Linked DNA regions of Mus musculus: all the other regions are linked to region 1. Evidence: chromatin contacts called from public Hi-C and HiChIP or PLAC-seq data. All regions are on one chromosome and are shown on one strand. Each heading gives the region's core, a stretch centred on a gene start, on an enhancer-like site or on the middle of the called end of the contact. The rest is flanking DNA. Distances are from core to core; before and after follow the strand shown.

Evidence for each region. Hi-C and Micro-C count contacts between places; a contact is called where the count stands out from the background. HiChIP or PLAC-seq counts read pairs in DNA pulled down with a chosen protein or histone mark.
Region 2: a Hi-C map of olfactory sensory neurons shows a contact between it and region 1, with 2.3 times the contacts expected there. The contact joins the enhancer-like site here to the promoter of Hs3st3b1 in region 1. A contact is called at or near these places in 8 of 39 promoter capture datasets (the 3T3-L1 cell line, cranial neural crest, embryonic stem cells and 4 more), 4 of 484 Hi-C or Micro-C datasets (adipose-derived mesenchymal stem cells, cortical neurons, embryonic stem cells and 1 more), 6 of 115 datasets of contacts at active chromatin or transcription factors (acute myeloid leukemia, embryonic forebrain, embryonic hindbrain and 3 more) and 1 of 9 other capture datasets (embryonic stem cells).
Region 3: a contact with region 1 is called in an H3K4me3 HiChIP or PLAC-seq map of bone marrow-derived macrophages, with 4 times the contacts expected there. The contact joins the enhancer-like site here to the promoter of Hs3st3b1 in region 1. A contact is called at or near these places in 2 of 484 Hi-C or Micro-C datasets (bone marrow-derived macrophages and cortical neurons), 9 of 115 datasets of contacts at active chromatin or transcription factors (bone marrow-derived macrophages, embryonic forebrain, embryonic hindbrain and 5 more) and 2 of 9 other capture datasets (adipose tissue and macrophages).
Region 4: a contact with region 1 is called in an H3K27ac HiChIP or PLAC-seq map of extraembryonic endoderm stem cells, with 5 times the contacts expected there. The contact joins the enhancer-like site here to the promoter of Hs3st3b1 in region 1. A contact is called at or near these places in 10 of 39 promoter capture datasets (the 3T3-L1 cell line, 3T3-L1-derived adipocytes, the C10 cell line and 6 more), 1 of 484 Hi-C or Micro-C datasets (cortical neurons) and 7 of 115 datasets of contacts at active chromatin or transcription factors (craniofacial prominence, embryonic hindbrain, extraembryonic endoderm stem cells and 4 more).

What each region holds. Positions count from the first base shown.
Region 1 is chr11:63,920,984-63,923,683 of GRCm38.p6, reverse strand. Hs3st3b1 (heparan sulfate (glucosamine) 3-O-sulfotransferase 3B1) reads left to right here and starts at 1,400. Exons shown (of 2, transcript NM_018805.2): 1 at 1,400-2,350. The coding sequence starts at 1,797.
Region 2 is chr11:64,515,886-64,518,721 of GRCm38.p6, reverse strand. All of the region lies in intron 1 of Hs3st3a1 (heparan sulfate (glucosamine) 3-O-sulfotransferase 3A1), which reads right to left. Among named protein-coding and RNA genes, the nearest start is that of F930015N05Rik, 81 kb to the right of the region's middle. Within about 2 kb of position 1,516, at least 25 of the 459 cell types and tissues checked have an H3K27ac peak or open chromatin away from gene starts, as enhancers often do. A contact at or near this core is called in olfactory sensory neurons, where this site is marked.
Region 3 is chr11:64,495,190-64,497,967 of GRCm38.p6, reverse strand. All of the region lies in intron 1 of Hs3st3a1 (heparan sulfate (glucosamine) 3-O-sulfotransferase 3A1), which reads right to left. Among named protein-coding and RNA genes, the nearest start is that of F930015N05Rik, 60 kb to the right of the region's middle. Within about 2 kb of position 1,522, at least 24 of the 459 cell types and tissues checked have an H3K27ac peak or open chromatin away from gene starts, as enhancers often do. A contact at or near this core is called in adipose tissue, bone marrow-derived macrophages and macrophages, where this site is marked.
Region 4 is chr11:64,548,239-64,551,029 of GRCm38.p6, reverse strand. No RefSeq gene overlaps it. Among named protein-coding and RNA genes, the nearest start is that of F930015N05Rik, 110 kb to the right of the region's middle. Within about 2 kb of position 1,474, at least 11 of the 459 cell types and tissues checked have an H3K27ac peak or open chromatin away from gene starts, as enhancers often do. A contact at or near this core is called in craniofacial prominence and extraembryonic endoderm stem cells, where this site is marked.

The DNA of each region.
Region 1 (2,700 bases), core at 151-2,650:
GAAAGGATAAGATCGGTTCCGCTTCGCCCGCCGGTGCCCACCGGGAAGTGCAAGGCGCCTGTGGCCGCAGAGTGAGTCACCTCCTGCGTCCCCGCGGCCTGCACGGGGGTCGGAAGGAATGAAAATTCTGTCCCGGAACCGCACGCAGCCTGGCGTTGGAGGCCTTTCGGTCTTGCGGAAAATGGATTCCAGGCACCGAAAGGCTCTCAAGCCGCCACTTGGGTGAACGTCCCCATCCCGACTTTCCTAACTCCGATCGCCAGCGCAGAAATTTGGCCAGGCATCAGCGCCCGAGCTTCCCTCACCAGAGCTGACAGTTTCTGAGAAGACCCCTTTCCGGGCCGCCCCCCTGGACAAAGGTGCGAAACAAGGAAGCCTCGGAGTGGATTTTCACCATTAAATAAGTGCTAGTCACTACTCCTGAATTTACCCCATATCAACATTCGACTTAAAAAAAAGTTATTGGGGGAAAACGCCTAGGATTCAGTACAGAGTCATAGGTCAGAAACCCAACCAATCTTCTAAGCAGGGGCGGATGCCGGCTTAATTGTTTGTTCAAGAGAAAGAAGTTAGAACATCTATCAAATTAATGATGCCAAGGAACAGATACCCATATAAAACTCCGACATGTGACTTTAAGTTTCAACTAGTGTCTTTAAACTAAACAACCTTCCTTCTCTCTGTTCACCCCCCAGGCCTTTTCAGGAGAGTTTGGAAAGAGTGAGATAGTGTTTACGTCTGTCCCTATTAAGCGCCAGGCACAGGGAGACCATTCTGGACAATATTGAGAGAGCGGGAAAGTTAGTGACTTCCGCCGAGGTTTTCCCTACTTAAACTTCCTAAATCAGGGTCTGTTGGAGGCCCTTCCCTGAGCCCCGATTATGAAACTGGGTTTGCGGGTGGGGCTGGAAACACGTCTGGTCGGCTTTCCCTCTTCCATCCCTGTCTCTTTTCTGCAGCTTTTACACTCAGGAGCCGGATGGCGGGACCCTTGGATGAGGACTGGCATCTTTGTCACATAGGCAACTATAGCCAAGACTGGCCTCAGAAGCGAGTGTGGAAAAGCGCGCGTGTATAAGAGAGCGCCACTCAACCGGGTGGGACCTCTTTCAGCGTTGGGTCACTCCAGCATCCTCACCATCTGCTCCTGTCACCAGCCGATGGCCTCGCCTCCCTGAACCCGCCCCTTGAATTCTGAAGCCAATAGCAACCCCATACTGCTCTACCCCCCTTCGCGAACCCTTTCCACACCCCCACGTTCCGAGAGACGATTGGCTGTTTCGACTTGGGTGAAGCTCCGGCATTTGCATGCTGCTCGCGCCTCCTGGTAGGTAGCGCAGCCCGTCACTCGGAAGGCCGGGACCGCCCACTCCACCTCAGTGCTGGGCTCTCTTCCTGCGCAGTTCTCCGCCGCAGCCTCAGCGGGCAAGCGCCGGGGCTGCTCTCAATCTCCTGGCTGCGAGGAGGCAGCCCCGGCGAGCTGTCGTGCGCCCCGTCCAGAGTTACTGAGTGCGGGGCACAGCGTAACTGACAGCGCGTCTGCTCACAGTTCCCGTCGCCTGGACTTAGCTTTCCAACCCCGGCTTCTCGTGGGCATCATGTCAAGAGCCGTCGCCGCTGCAACCGCCGCCGCCACCCGGGGAAGAGCCGCAGCCTCGGCAGCCGCGCGCGCAGGAGGGCAATAAACCGAATCACTCCGGGCTCAAAGTGGCAGGGGACCGTCGCGGTGCTCTCTGTTCCGGCGGGACTCCTGCCATGTGCTGAGCCATGCCCCTGGCCGCGCCCGCGGGCCGCGTATGGGGCAGCGCCTGAGCGGCGGCCGGTCCTGTCTCGATGTCCCGGGCCGGTTCCTGCCGCAGCCGCCGCCGCCCCCGCCGCCGGTGAGGAGGAAGCTCGCGCTGCTCTTCGCCATGCTTTGCATCTGGCTGTACATGTTTTTGTACTCGTGCGCCGGCTCCTGTACCGCCGCTCCCGGCCTGCTGCTCCTGGGCTCGGGGTCCCGCGCTACTCACGCTCAGCCAGCCCTGGTCACAGCTCCGAATGAGACATCCCCTAAGATGCCCTTCCGGGCACCTCCGGCCAATTCGCTGGCTGCAGGCAAGGATAAGACAGTAGGCGCTGGGAGCCAGGAGGAGCAGAGTCCAGAGGCGCCGGACTCCCCCAGTCCCATCTCCAGCTTCTTCAGCGGCGCTGGGAGCAAGCAGCTGCCGCAGGCCATCATCATCGGGGTGAAGAAGGGCGGCACGCGGGCATTGCTGGAGTTCCTGCGCGTGCACCCCGACGTGCGCGCCGTGGGCGCCGAGCCCCACTTTTTCGACCGCAGCTACCACAAGGGTCTTGCCTGGTACCGGTGAGTTTCCTCTCCAGGGGCCGCTGCGCCGGCCGTGATCCCGACCGTGAGCCCCCACCGGCCGTTGCGCGTCAGGTGGGGAGGGAAGCAGGGGTACAACTTCCGTCAATTTAGGGCGGGCGGGGACCAAAGTGCGACCGCACATTGCTGGTGGACAGTTGGGGAGAAATCAGATGCTCCGGAGTAGGCTGAGACAGCCACCTACAGAAACTTTTAGCTTGGCACCGTTGGCTGGTATGCTGCGCCCTAGAACCATTTAGGTGATCTCTCCACAAAGACACCCACCCGGCAGCTACTGGGAAAGCGCCGGAGGAACCGGTTACCTTTTGGCTGTGGCCGCATCCCACGCG
Region 2 (2,836 bases), core at 267-2,766, 590 kb before region 1:
TAAATACCTATCGGCTACATTGAAGAGTTCTGCTTTCTCTTTTGACAGCTGTATTTATTGTTCATTTTATCGGCTGTTTTGCTTCCCTAATTTTGTAGTATCTATTTAGCATTCAGACTAAAAGGGTGTATTTTTAGCACACATTCAGCACCCCGTGAGCAGTTTTAGTGTTGGATGCTTCTCTTTGCTGGTGTCCTAGCACCTGCCCCATCTTCACTGGTTGCTAAGTAGACAATAAGTGGGAAATGTCAACTATCAAAGACAAAGCACGTCAAGTGACTCTCATGCACATCATATCCCCTCCAGGAATGCACAACAATGGCCAGTTTCACATAGGAGCTTCCCTCATCTACTCCCTAACTATGCCAACTGGATCGCTTTAAAGCCAATTGGCAGACATCCTCTCAATTACTTTGCAAGTATTTCTTCTCTCATGAGGGTTGTTTCTGGCACACATTCCTCAGCCTTGTGTGCCTAGTGCTAACAATGTTTCAGCTCACACAATAGTGCTTTCCTCCCATGTTTGTTATTTTAGAAATCTTAATCAAGTGACTTTACTCTTCTTTGAGGTGGGCATGCTAGTTGTATATTTGAGCTATGGTGCTCAACTCCTATTTTTAACTCTGAAAGAATTTTGCGATTTATTTTATAACCCATCTCTTGACTATACCTTAAGATCCAGATGTAGGTGAGCACAGCTGGAAATGGGTGCAACATACCTGAAATGCCCATTGCCCTTCCTCACCTGTGCATGCCAAAGACTCCGAGGAATCAGCTAGATCAAGCACTTCTGGAACTTAAGATGCCCTTGTACAACACAAGCCAGGAAACCTGGCCAAAGCTGGTTGGAATCTCCCAGTAAAAGAAATTTGATCAAATCTATGGGAAAATGTTGAGCTTTAAGCAAACACCAAATATTCTGGAGGGGTAAGGGGTGTGTGTTGACTTAAAAACACAGGGGCAGATTCCTGTCTCCTTGTCTATAATCTCTAAGTTATAACTAGTTTACTTCACATTTTGCCTGAAATCTGAAAGAGAGGGCAGACTGCTCTTGGGAGTTCTTAGCTGGCTCGTCTCTTGGAGCAAATAGATCCCTAGGAGCCTTTCTCAGAGATTGAAGCTTCAGATTGTGCTTGCCCAAAACAAACACTACTAAACCGCAGAAAAAGAATCTGTATTTTAAAAGTCTATCTCAAAGAAGTGCTTAAAAAGAGACAGCCCAACAGAATTTCTCAAGAAGGTCATTCTTATCACCTCCTGTCACCCATGGGATGGGGAAATCTGACTGGTTCGGTGGGAGGAAAGAATTTGTTACACCATGGATAACAACCCAGGATCAAGAGTTCTGGAGACTGATTGCACAACGTGTGTGTATGTAGTTAATACCCTTAAACCTAAGGACACAGAGACAGACCACTTTATGCTGAGTACAGTTTACAGCAAGTTTTTAAAGCCCTCAAGAAGGAACAAAGGCTTTGAGAGGTGGATCTATCTAGATTATGTCTTTTGGCTTAAAGATGACTAAGCACTGGAGCTAATAAGTACGCAAGGGGGCTGTGGTTTCACTTTCATCTTGCTAAGCCAAAGGGAAATAAAAATAATTTTGACCATTTGTAGAACTGATCTGAAATCAGAAAATGAAATTTGTGGCTTCTACCTTCTAACTGCTGACAGGATGGGGCGGGGAGAGACAAGCTGTAACTTGATTTACCTAAGCTCGGGTTTTCATTTCAAAAGGGAAGTCAAGGCTTAGGCATCTGGCCTGTAAAGGACAGACAGAGCAACTCTGCTCCAGAGTGTTGCGCAACATTGCTCTAAAATTAGTGGTGACCAGTGACCTGAGTCCCACTGGCAGGAGGACCCCCTCAGTCCAGACAACAGAACCCCAGATAAAACCGGAGATGCCTTCTCTGCCATGACCCTGGGCTATCCAGCGTTGGCCCAGTGGGCTTAGACATTAAAGAAGCTTGGCTTGAATGTCATGAGCTGATCAATGTCTTTGGAGAGACACAGACTGACTGGTTGTTTTGGGAGAGGTGAGCATAGTCTTCAAGTGGATACAGTTACCAGAAAGAGCTGTTCATCAAAGTTTGTGTCTGCTTCGAATGTCATGCCACCATCATTTTGGAGCTGATATGTCATTGGGTAATCTCTATGGGTCTAGGGATTGTTCCTGTAGCTGTCTACACTACAAAAAATGTTGGAGACAAACAAGCCAGGACAGGCAGGCTAAGTTGATTGTTCTTTTCTACCAAAGCCAATGGTCAAGACCATAGATTCTGGTGGGAGTGCTAGAATGACCTGGAGGTCTTTCTCTCTCCCCACTGAGCAGGGGACACACTGCACTTGCCGTTGTGTGGGGCCTCTGGCATAGTGTAAGAATCAGGATGCCCCTTTGGATTGTGTGGCCAATGCTTCACCATTGGTCTGCATACAGACACCTCTGTTACTGGGAGAATCATCCAGAAGTAGCCGCCCAGGCCACTCAGCAACTACATTTGGTATGCTTCTAATCTAAATAAGAAGGTACAAAAGGACCCATGTGTTCAGGCATTTTTACCAATATGAGCCCATTTTCCCTGGATTCCCATTGTCCTCATGTTGTCTTCTTGATCCCTGTGTTCCCTATGTAACTAGTACCAACCTTTCTCCATATATAGCTTCAAATGAATGAATGGGTGGATAAATGGATGGATGAAAGGATGAATGGATGAATGGGTGGATGGGTGGGGGTAGATGGATGGATAAATGCTCCTTTCCTATTTGTTTTTATTAAATTGCATTTATTCAATTTTGACTGATCATCTCTTACTATATAGTACATTCAAACAAATCC
Region 3 (2,778 bases), core at 273-2,772, 570 kb before region 1:
TGGCTGTCCTAAAATTCACTCTGTAGACCACATTGGCCTCAAACTTACAGAGATCTGCCTGCCTCTGCCTCCTGAGTGCTGGAATTAAAGGTGTGCACTGCCACCACACCCAGCAAAATGCTTTGAGGTTTAAGATGAATGAATCTGAGACAGGAGGAGGAGTCAAACACAAGCAGTCATACCAACTAAGACATTCACATAAAAACAGAAGGGACTAGAGCCTGAGTCTAAGACTCAAAGAGTCTTTAAAAGGCCCAAATGATGCTGTATCTATGTTTTTCTAACATATTTCCTTTCTATAAATACAGTGACCTAGCCATCTGTACCTGTGTCTCTGTGGATGATGGGGAAATAAACAAGGAAGATATAAAGTGATATAGTTCACACAGTTGTATTCTCAAGAAGGAAACAAGCTCGGTTAACTAAGATGTAATGATGTAAGGACGAGCCCTGCACTCTGGGCATTCCCATATAGGGGTTGGGCTTAAGAACAAAAAACATGAAGAATGAGAGGGGGGACACACAGATAACAAACCAAACAGGCACAGGGAATCATTGTAAGAGCAATCCATGAGAGACGGTGTCAATCAAATGTCTAACTCTGCAAAGACAGAAGTAAAGATGCTGAGCCATCAGAAGACATGATCACTGGCATGCCAAAAGCACATTTCCAGGATCTGTGTCCGTCCCCAAAAGATGAGGTTCATTGTTATTGGAATGCCCTGTCTTCACCATGATCATTTGAGACACCACATATGTATGCATGCACATATGGAAGCCAAAGGTTCATGTTGGGTGTCTTCCTCCACCACTTTGCTTTCTACCTTATGCTTTAAGATAAAGTCTCTCACTGAACCTGAAGCTCCTGTATTTGTCTAGACTGTCTGCCAGCAAGCACAAGAATGCCTCTTTCTCCCCATACAAGGTGCTGGAGTTACTGGAGTACACCACCATTCCTGGCTTTTACATGAATGAGGAGATCTGGTCACAGGTCCTCATGCTTGACCCAGCAAACACTTCACCCACTGAGCTGTCTCTCCAGCGCTGAGGAGGATGGGAAAAAAATCCCTAAGCCACAAACATGTTTTCCTTCAAACTATTCACTGACGCCCGTGCATTCTTTGGGTTAAGATGTGTAATACCAACTTCCTGTTTCTTCTTTGAGGCAGACTGTTTGCTCTCTAGTTCCCTGTGAGAGTTAGTTTTGATTTTTTTCTTTTGTTGTTTTTGTTGTTTTGTTCTGATTTTTTGCTTATTTTTCTCCATATCTTTTGATCAAATATTTTCTTTTAGAATCAGGAGACTTGTGGGGCATTTTCATTATTCCTGATGTCCAGTACATCTTTTAAATTGCTGCTTGAACTCTAGAGAAAATAAATCGGATATTTTGTCACTCATTTTATGCTTTAATTGTGCATCACAGAAGGACACAAAAGAATGACATTCTCACTCTGTCTCCTCCAACTGAGCCTGTCCTTTGAAAGACACAGCCTTACGTCTGATCAGGTTTCTCCCTCCTGACCTCTAAGGCCACCAGAGGTGAATCTATAGTTGCCTATATTTAGCCCTAAAAGAGATTCTTCTTTGCCCTACCCCCCACCTTGACTTCTTGTGACATCTGTCCAGGGTTGAAGAGAAGAGAAATATTACTTTCTTTTCTATGATTTCCTTTGTCAAGCTGAAAGTCAGATAAATATCCCGTGGGGAGGAAGTAGGGAGTGGGTGCAGGAAATAGTATGCCAAGAAGGAAGTTAGAGCAGAGTGGAGAGGTTGGCTGCCCTTTATGTGACCTCCAGGAAGGGTCTGAGGTCAGCCCCTTGGACCTCGTGGACCCTGAGATTGTCATCTGCAGGTCTGAGTGCCACTGACTTGCCCTGGCCCTTCTGTCTTCACTGAGTGGTCTCAGATCTGACCTGGTCACTGCACTGCAGCCTGCTGTCCCTTGGGCCCTGGTATGTGAGCCTCTGGCTGCTTCTCACCATCTCTCGTAGGAGAGGCATTCCATTCTTGGCTCCTAGATTGATTGCAGTTCTTCTGCACAGCCTTCTCTGAATGCTAACTGAGAGAGATCTTTGACCTGTGGACAATGACAGTCTGCTTCATGACAGACAGTACATTTTCTTTGTTGATAACCGTTGGTTCAGTTTTTATCCTGGGATCTCAGAGAAGAGCAGACACACAAACTATAAAATTTAAATCTCTACACTGAGCTGGGAGGCATCGCCAATTCTCACTGTTTTCATATTTGGGGTTGGGTCAAGCTATGGATTGGAAGTGTTTATCCCTAGGTATTCACAACTGGCTGCTTGATCCCCAGTATAGTGGCTTCTTTAGGAGGTGGGACCCAGTGAGTGGTTAAGAAGTCCCAACTTCACAACTGCATCAGTGTTGACCCAAGGGAGTCTTCCAGGGGTGAGAGCTCTTCCTAGAGGAGCTGTTGTAAAGCCAGATGACCAGCATGGTTGGCTCCTTCTGCACATGGCAATTTTCTCTACCACGTTGTGAAACAACCTAGAACACCCTTACCAGGATGCCAGCCTTACTAATTGGACCTGGAGCCACCAGAACCATGCTTTCTTTATAAACGCTTTCTTTATAACCCCAGGCTCTACTTATTTTGTGATACCAACAAAAACTAGGCTAAGACAGTCATTTCTTTAAGATATAAATAAATTTGAAACAATGGACTCTTTCCAGCACAGGGTACAGATAAATTCAGAGAAGTAGGTAGGGGGACCTCACATCTTTGATCTATGGTCTCCCATCAAGAAGTCACAC
Region 4 (2,791 bases), core at 225-2,724, 630 kb before region 1:
AATTGGATACAGATTCTTTCTGTCATTATTTCTGAATCATTTTCTACCATCCAGTAGCATGGGATTGCAACAGAGGAAGTAAGGCCAGTCATGGGAAACAGATTCGAGTTTCCTGCAGAAGTGTGTAGACAGCTGAGTTTAGTATTTGTTTCTGGGGAATCTAAGAGGTGTGTGTGTGTGTGTGTGTGTGTGTGTGTGTGTGTGTGGAGGACATCCAAAAACTCAGATGGGAGCTTGACCTTTAGCTCATTGTCCCTCACTCAGGGGCCGTACTTGTCCAGCATGGCGTAGAATAGGTTTCTCCTCTTTTCCGGAGTGTCTACAGGCACATTTCCACTAGGTCAGCATCAGGATCAGAGGGAAACCATACAGACCTTGAGGTAGCAAGACTCTATAATCAGTGGTTCTCAAACTGTGGGTTATGACCCCTCTGGATGTCACATCTTCAGATATCCTGCATATTAGACATTTACATTAAAATTTGTAGTAGTAGTAGTAGTAGTAGTAGTAGTAGTAGTAGTAGCAAAATTACAGTTATGAGGTGCCACGGAAATAATTTCATGGTTGGGGGGGTCATCACAACATGAGGAACTGCATTAAAGGGTCACAACATTGGGAAACTTGGGAGCCACTATTTAGGGTCTAAATGAGGCAGAAGCCATCAGAAAAAGAATTAAATTTCTTTAGTCTCAAATTCTTCTCTTGTCCCTCTGCCCAGTGCCCACCCTCATGCAGTTTATGTTGGCTCTTTTAGAGGTGGTTGTGCCAAGTAAGCTACTGACTACCCAAGTGACTAAGCCCATAACTCCGAGACTGATGACAAACCCCCAGCTTTGTTCCAATGGAAGCCATATGTCTGTGACATGATGTTGGTGTCAGACGAGAAGAAATAGAGAAGCTTTGGCGTTTCATTCCACGTCGTTTGCCTCCAGCTTGTGAAGATCAGTTGCACAGGCTGCCAGAGCTGCCTGTTTCTGAGGGCAGTACAAACGTCCCTTTTGCTAAGACTTACAAACACTCGTGTTTCTTCTAGATGAAGAGAGAGAAAGAGAGAGCATGCGGTCATTGCAAACCTGAAGCCGTCCGTGCGTCATGCTGCCCACCCAATATTATACCTACAGGGGAACAGTTCACCTACAAGGCATGAGAATAAATCTGGGCTTTGTCCATTATAGTAGAAAATAGTAGTCATGAAACCTCAAAGTCACCCCCAGTGCCTGTGGCTGATTATAAACAAAGAGGAGGGTCTTAGCTGGACAGAGTCTGGGGCCAGGACCACCATCTCAGGCCCAAGCATAGGAGGGGTATAAAGACCCCCATTGTTTACATTGAGTCTCTTTGATGCCCCTGCAGGAAGCCCCCTTCACAAACAAAGTCGCCTCTGCCGGCCCTTGGGGATCTGGGGAATTGCTTTGCCCAGCCTCTGGTCTGTGTGTTTAGACTCATGCCACAGCGAATTTCATCTGGGAGGAAAAGCTGTTTCAGATGACCATGAATAGCAGCTTTCATCAGCTGTCACTTCCCATTACCACCAGCACGACGTGGAAATGAACTCGTAGCTGCTGCGCCCTGGAACAGGAGCAGCTCTATTTTCAATATCCATTGACTTGCTTTGTCCTTAAAAAGGAAGCTAATCTGGCCATTGACTCTCCCACCTCTTTTCCAGGCTCATCTGCTTCTTAGGGCAGAAGAAAACATGGTACTGAGGGCCAGCAGTGACTTTGAAAGAGATAGTCATCCAGGTGATATCTGGGCTCTGCCTGAGTGGTCTTGCCCTGAGAGCAAGCAGTTAGGAACCTCAGCTGTTCCGTATGGACTCAAAGAAATAGCTACGTTTTCTCTACTAGAAGAAACATTTTGTATGCCATTTTGTATGATGTCACCAAGAGGCTGAATCAGGATGAGCATGGGATCAAAGTTGTAGTTCCCAATTATCAACCTATGCATCACGACCCCTTGGGGATCTCACATATCAGATATCATATCAGATATCCTGCATGTCAAAAACTTGCATTATGATTTATAACAGTAGCCAAAATTACAGTTATGAAGTAGCAAGAAAATGATTACTGTGGCTGGGGTCACCACAACATGAAGAAGTGTGTTAAAGTGTTGCAGCATTAGGGAGGTTGAGAACCCCTGTGTAGTCAGTTTTAAATCAGTTTGAGTTGCACAGTGAAGAAAAGAAAAGAAAATCTGGGTGTGGTGGCGCACACCTTTAATCCCAGGCAGAGCCAGGCGGATTTCTGAGTTCGAAGCCAGCCTGGTCTACAGAGTGAGTTCCAGGGTAGCCAAGGCTATACAGAGAAACCCTGTCTCAAAAAACAAACAAACAAAAAAAAACAGAGAGAGAGAGAGAGAGAGAGAGAGAGAGAGAGAAGAGGGGAGGGGAGGGGAGGGGAGGGGAGGGGAGAGAAGAGATAGCTACCAATTCATCTCAGTGTCAATTGGTAAACGATGATGTTTTTAAAACATAGAGAAATACACACACACACACACACACACACACACACACACACACACACACACACCAGAAAACCAGGCTATGTGTACAGTGCTTGCCAATTTCCAAGCTGTAATTGCTCTCACTCGGGCATCTCTTGGGCTGTCTGGTCATCAATGAATATGACATATGCAAAGCTCAGAAGACATGAAACTCTGGCCCTTCCTCACCAGTGGGGAAGCTGCACCACAGCACTGACACACAAGCTGCTGTGGCTACTAGCAATCTGGATGGTGGGTAGTCCTAGGAATTTCTCCCTCATGGTAGTCTTGAAGCTAGCAGGAATGT